2 separate regions of the Sus scrofa genome follow, and region 2 is linked to region 1. A link is a contact called in public Hi-C data. All regions are on one chromosome and are shown on one strand. Each heading gives the region's core, a stretch centred on a gene start, on an enhancer-like site or on the middle of the called end of the contact. The rest is flanking DNA. Distances are from core to core; before and after follow the strand shown. Region 1 holds the start of PI4K2A (phosphatidylinositol 4-kinase type 2-alpha). Region 2 holds the start of ZFYVE27 (protrudin).

The links. Hi-C and Micro-C count contacts between places; a contact is called where the count stands out from the background.
Region 2: a contact with region 1 is called in a Hi-C map of skeletal muscle, with 4 times the contacts expected there. The contact joins the promoter of ZFYVE27 here to the promoter of PI4K2A in region 1. A contact is called at or near these places in 3 of 47 Hi-C or Micro-C datasets (embryonic fibroblasts, heart right ventricle and skeletal muscle) and 2 of 2 datasets of contacts at active chromatin or transcription factors (alveolar macrophages and skeletal muscle).

The regions. Positions count from the first base shown.
Region 1 is chr14:109,006,527-109,009,716 of Sscrofa11.1, forward strand. It overlaps PI4K2A (phosphatidylinositol 4-kinase type 2-alpha), which reads left to right and starts at 1,617. Exons shown (of 9, transcript XM_001929034.6): 1 at 1,617-2,186. The coding sequence starts at 1,752.
Region 2 is chr14:109,087,168-109,090,357 of Sscrofa11.1, forward strand. It overlaps ZFYVE27 (protrudin), which reads left to right and starts at 1,592. Exons shown (of 13, transcript XM_005657447.3): 1 at 1,592-1,808.

The DNA.
Region 1 (3,190 bases), core at 367-2,866:
TTTTGCATCTTCCCATACTTAGAAAAGCACTAAAACTGTTAACTAGGTATCTGTTGCTTGTGAATAGCAATAACCTTCTACCAAGATGTATGCTTGATTGTAGTACCTATTCCTCAAAATCACATATATACTGACCTCCCCTCACCTCTTCAGGACAGTTCTCAGACCTCTCTGAGAGACTGTCCCCCACGTTATAATCCTCAGGTTTGTTTTGAATAAAATATTCCATTTCTTTCTTAGATTGAATACTGACTAATTTTTCATGGGTAACTGTGCCCTCCAGTGACCTAATTACATTCCTCCTTTAAGACAACTCACAGCACACGCTGAACTTGAGGCCCTCGCTGACTCTCCAACCAACCTCCAAGTCACTGAACTTTTAATATGGAGTTTCCAGCTCTCAATATCGGCTCTTTTTCTTCTAGGCCTCAGAGAGCTGTGTGTCTTCAGCTTGTGGGCAGGGACTACATGGTCCTCTTTTCCACTAACAAAAATGTACTGAGCACCCACTGTACATTTAGACACTGAGGTTTTACAGTGATGAAAAAAAGGTCATGGACTCTTTTTTTTTTTCTTTTTGCCTTTTCTAGGGCCGCTCCTGCAGCATATGGAGGTTCCCAGTCTAGGGGTCTAATTGGAGCTGTAGCCACCGGCCTACGCCAGAGCCACAGCAATGAGGGATCCGAGCCGCGTCTTCGACCTACACCACACCTCATGACAATGCCAGATCCTTAACCCACTGAGCAAGGCCAGGGATCGAACCTGCAACCTCATGGTTCCTAGTCGAATTCATTAACCACTGCGCCACGACAGGAACTCCTGGAATTTTTTAGTCTCATGGGACCATACCTTTCTTCAATTAACAAATATGCTCTAGGAGTTCCCACGGTGGCTCAGCGGTCAACGAACCCGACTAGCATTCATGAGGACGCGCGGGTTCGATATCTGGCCTCCATCAGTGGGTTAAGAATCCCGCGCTGTGGTGAGCTGTGGTGTAGGTCGCAGACGCTGCTCGGATCTGGCGTTTCTGCGGCTATGGCGTAGGCCATCGGCTACAGCTCCGATTGGATCCCTAGCCTGGGAACCTCCATATGCTGCGGGGGCAGCCTTCAAAGTACAAAAAGGAAAAAAACCAAAAAAATATGCTCTAAGCATTGGGTCAGGCAGTGTGTAAGCTACATGAAGACTAGAGTTAAAAAAAAAAAAAAAACTTTTTATTTAGGTAGAAATTTTTGTTTCTTTGCTTCTCTTCTGTCTCTCCAGCAAACAGGAGGTGCTCAATACATATTTAATGAATGAGTGCACGATGCAACGACTCCAGATCAAGAGTTCTCCAGTCTCTCAGCTCGTTCATAATAGGCACTCAAGTAGACTGACTGATGAGGTAGGCGGCTTTATTGAAGGTTCCCAAACAGGCGCAGGCAATCGGAAGTTAAGTGCAGAGTAGGATCGAAAAAGCAGAGGGCGTGTCTGACCCGCCGCTGACTCTTGGAGCATGCGCAATCTTCACAGAAGGTGACGGGCGAAAACTGCGGAGGCCGCGATTGCGTAGGCGCTGGTTCTGATTGGTTGCTGTTTGCGCGCGAGGGGTCGTGCCTACTCGTCGCCAAGTAAACAGGGAGGGTGGGGGCGGGGCCAAGAAGCACCGTAATCTGGTTGGCCAGGCGCGGGTTGGGGGGTGTCGCGGATTGGTCCGGGCCGGAGCTCAGCTGTGTGGAGCGCACCGGGTCCCGGAGCCCGCGGCCTGAGGGATGGACGAGACGAGCCCACTAGTGTCCCCCGAGCGGGCCCAACCTCCGGACTACACCTTCCCGTCCAGCTCGGGCGCTCACTTTCCGCAGGTGCCGGGGGGCGCGGTCCGCGTGGCGTCGGCGGCCGGCCCAGCCCCCTCTCCGCCGGGCTCACCAGGCCACGACCGGGAAAGACAGCCACTGCTGGATCGGGCCCGGGGCGCGGCGGCCCAGTGTCAAACCCAAACCGTGGCGGCACAGGCCCAAGCCCTGGCCGCCCAGGCCGCGGCGGCGGCTCATGCCGCGCAGGCCCACCGCGAGCGGAACGAGTTCCCGGAGGACCCCGAGTTCGAGGCGGTGGTGCGGCAGGCCGAGCTAGCCATAGAACGCTGCATCTTCCCCGAGCGCATCTACCAGGGCTCCAGCGGAAGCTACTTCGTCAAAGACCCTCAGGGGGTGAGAGCGGGCTGGGGACCGAGGCCGCGGGCTTCGGGGAGGGTGGGCCTGCCGGGCGAGTTTGAGGCTTCGCACAGCCATAGGGAGAAGGGGGGCTGAAAGGCTGCAAAAGGGATAAACTTCATAGTGCCGAGCCTCTTGGCAGGATTTTGGAGTGCCATTGAGGACTGGAGATGGAGAAGCTCTGCGGAATGAAGAAATAAATCAGAACTTATTTGGTAGGGGAGGAGGGAGCGGAAAATGAAAAGAGGAAATTGACCAGATACAGGCGAAGGGCCCGGCAGTGTGGTGGGGCAATCGGCCTCTGGACAGAAACGCGGGGAAATGCTGCTTTCTACTAGGTTCCTGAGCTTTAAACTATAGAGACTGCTATTTGTCCACTGACTTAACAAATTTAAGCCCGTTCTCTCTTTATGGACAGAACCAGTGTTGTCGCTGTGCATTGAGGAGAATGGGTGACCCATAAGGGGCTCTGAGGGTTCTTTTCCATCTTTCTGTGCTGTGGAGATGTCTCCTGCTACCGTCCCAGGTCTCTTATTGGCAGACGTTGGTGATAGAGTGGGTGGATTCACCAGTTTCATATGTACTGATCATTGCTCACTTCTGTGAAATTGTTCAAATCCTCTTTTATGGTTCCTCAGTTTAGAATGTGAAGTTTGAGAAACATGGGACTATCAACTACCTTTTAACCTTCACTTTTTACCTAGGACACTCAGAAGTTTGCTTTTTTCAGGAAGGCGAAGTGTTTGGCTGACCTCTGTTTTATCACTGGCATGTATTTAAAGGAGGTTGGGGATGGGAAGGAATGGGGCATGAAGCGATCAGGGCAGCTGACAAGTGACTTTTATACTTTTGATAATTGCAGAAGAATTTAAGGCATTTAGATCAAACTAGAGGTATCTTTGGAATATCAGTGAGTCAAAAAAATATCAAGTCTTCCCTGTTAAAGTTCTCGGCTGGACCAGTATGGTTTATTGGAAAAATATATTATTGTTATAGTTATT
Region 2 (3,190 bases), core at 342-2,841, 81 kb after region 1:
CCCACCTATCTGCTATCCAGGGGAAACATCAGTGGTGCCAGAATTTGAGGCAAAAGTGAGGACTCAGTTGCTAGAGAAGGGAAAGAAGGAACCAAGGGAACTTTATAAAAATGCAGAGTCAGGCCTCAGAAATCAGTGGCCAGTTCTCAAGGCTCTAGCTCCTAGGGAAATCTTTTGTTCATTGATGTTGGCCATGACTGTTGTCCCTTTCTGGTCTTTAGAGACTTCTTGTATCCTCCAAAGTACTGCTCAAATAATGTCTAGGAGTTCTGGAATGATATCCCTCAATTCTATAGCTGCCAGGAGAGAGAACCAATAAATTTACTAGGCACAGTTAGCCTGAGATCGGTGGTCCAGGCAGACCCAAGGAGGGGGGGATTGCAAAGAAACGGAAACTTACCTTTAGAGTAAATGGTGGAATGGTGGAATTTCAGGTGAAGATACCGAAGGAAAAAAAATCTCCTTTCTTGACTTCTCCTAGCCTCTTCCGAAAGGAGAGGCAAGCTTGGCCCAGGCACAAAGCCAGGCTCATTCCTCTAAGAAACAGGGCAATTTCTGAATATGGCTTAGTGGTGTGCAGGGAATTTGGGTCTGCCTACATTCTGGCTGTGTGGAGGGGGAAGTGATTACTTTGGCTGGGACAATCAGGGAAGGAGTGCAAACATCGGACTCCTGCTTAGATGAATGGGTTGGATCTGGAAGAAGGGCATTCCTCCCTGAGCTCACAGCACAAGTGATGTAAAGAGACCAGAATGAAAGGGGTATGTGAAAGTAACAATAGAGGGATTCGGTTGGCCAAAGAAGCTCCTGAGAGGGAAGAGCAGGGGATAAATGCAGACTAAGGTGGTGATGGTATAGCTGGGGGAGCCAGACACGTCAGGTTAAAATCCCAGCTCCCATCTGCATACTAGATGAGTGACACTGAAGTTCCTTGATACATCTCAGATTCCTCATCTGTGAGATGGTGATAACCCTAACAGGGCTGTTGGAGGAGCACTAGAAAAGATAATGCCTATAGAGATCTTAGTAGAGTGCTTGGCGCCTGTTATGCCCTATGTACATAAACGCTAGTGTCATCATTAATGCAAAGGTATAGGATACATGCTTTAAGGGCGATTAACCCGGCAACACAGTAAGAAGTAGGTTGAATTGGGAAAGGCTTGCCCAGGCCCTTGCTCACGGTACTACTCAGGAAACACTGAACGGAATGGCATTCTCTGCTAGGCGTCAGGCATGCAGGATATGATTTCTGCCTTTTGTAAGCTCAGGGTCCCTAGGGGGTGAGGTTAAGTGCCAAAGTTGGTGATGGGGAGGACGCAGACGTACATTCTCAGATTAGCTTCTCTCTAACTGTTCCCTGCAAGAATCAGAGCGAGGCGGGAGCTGCGCGGGGCAAGATCCCCAAGCGAGCTCTCCCAGGGCTCCGCAAGACTGCGACCCGCAGTCGGGCGGGACTAGAGTTGAAGCGCTCAGGACCTGGTACGAGGAAAAGCAAGCACGCAGGCGCAGGCGCAGTGTGGATGCGAACACTCACCTGTCCTGGGGTGGGCGGAGCTAAACCCGCGAGCGGGGGCCGGAGGCGGGGCAGGCGCGATGACGTCAAGAGCACGCCACCGCAGAGCAGCGTGTCCCGGAAGCGGCGGCGGCGGGGGAGGCGGAGGAAGTTCACGGTCTTGAGACTTCAAAGCGGCCTGGGGAAGAGGCGCCTTGTCGGGGTGGGGCGAGCCTGAGGAAACGGCCCAGGGTCCGGTCGCCCTATCAGTGCCTCCTCGCCGTCCCCGCCCCTCCCCCACCAACCCAGCGACGGGGTAGGTGAGGTGCCACCCTCTCCCCACCCTGTTGTGTTCGCCGACTGTGCGGAGTTGGGCGCCAGAACTCGGTGGGGGCCGCCACCGGCTGGCCCAGCGACCTTGGGTGTGGCCTTCCCAGGTTTGGGCCTAGGGGCCCCGTCAGGTTTCCTGGGCTGTAGAGGTGGTGGTTAGGCCCCTGACAAAGCAGACGTGCTTCACCCCTTCCTGGGTTCTTACCTGACGTCTGTTCTGGGTCCTTTCATCCTAGCTCCACCTGCGGAGTTTTCGGGTTCCTGGTGGCCCCTTTGTTACCTTGTCCTTCATTTCCCCCCGCCCCCCTTCGCCTCGCTCCCCGCTCTCTTTCCCTTCGCAGCCCCTCGCATGGCTTTTGTTGCTGTGCTCTGAGAATTTGTCTCCTTTACTGCTTAGTCTTTGGGTAGGACTTTGAAATTTAGGAAAGAGGGCGAGAGTTCTTGTAGCTCTCCTCATCAGAGGAGCGAAGGGAATGAAGTGTTATGGAAGGCAATGACTGCCCTCTTGGGCTAAATGGGGGGGGGGGCAAGGAAGGGTGATGGGCAGAAGTGGCTCAGGAGGTAGTTGGGAACAGAAAGTGGAGGATGCAGTGGGGCTGGAGAAAGCTCTGGAGTCCTGGAGGATGGGCAGTTAATCCACTCATTCAGTGAGCATTTATTCCATGCCCGTTCTATGCAGACACAGTAGTGAATGGAAGACATGGTCTTTGACCTGGTGGAGCTCAAAGTTAAGAGGGGCAGACTGGCAAGAAAGCAGGGAGTTTTGCTTTGGCGTGATAAATGCTTTAGGGAGGGTCTCCCTGTCCAAACCAGGGGTGGTGGCAAAACTTCTCAGAACAAGGGAGTGATGTTTAAATTGATACCTGAAGGATGAGTAGGAAGTAACCAGATAAAGAGAAAAATATTTCAGGACATCATTTTTCTTGAGACCTCAGGCTACCTCCCCCAGCAACCATGTGTGCTTGGTCTTATGGTTTATACTCTGTGGGGAAACGAACATTAAATGGAGAGGCAGAAGAGCAGGATTTTGTACAGTTGACCTTTGAATAACAGAGATTAGGAGCACTGACTCTGTGAAGTCAAAAATCAGAGTACAGGAGTTTCCTGGTAGTCCAGTGGTTAGGATTTGGTGCCTTCACTTCTGTGGCTCAGGTTCAGTCCCTGGTATGGGAACTGAGATCCCACATAAAGCTGCTGCATGCCACAACCAAAACAAAAAAAACAGAGTATAACTTAACGATAGGCCCTCCGTCTATGCGGTTCCTCTGTATTTGCAATCCCACATCCTTGGATTCAACCAACTGCAGATCATGTAGAACTGTGGTGATTCCTATTGGAAAAAAATCTACATTTAAGTGGACCTGTGCA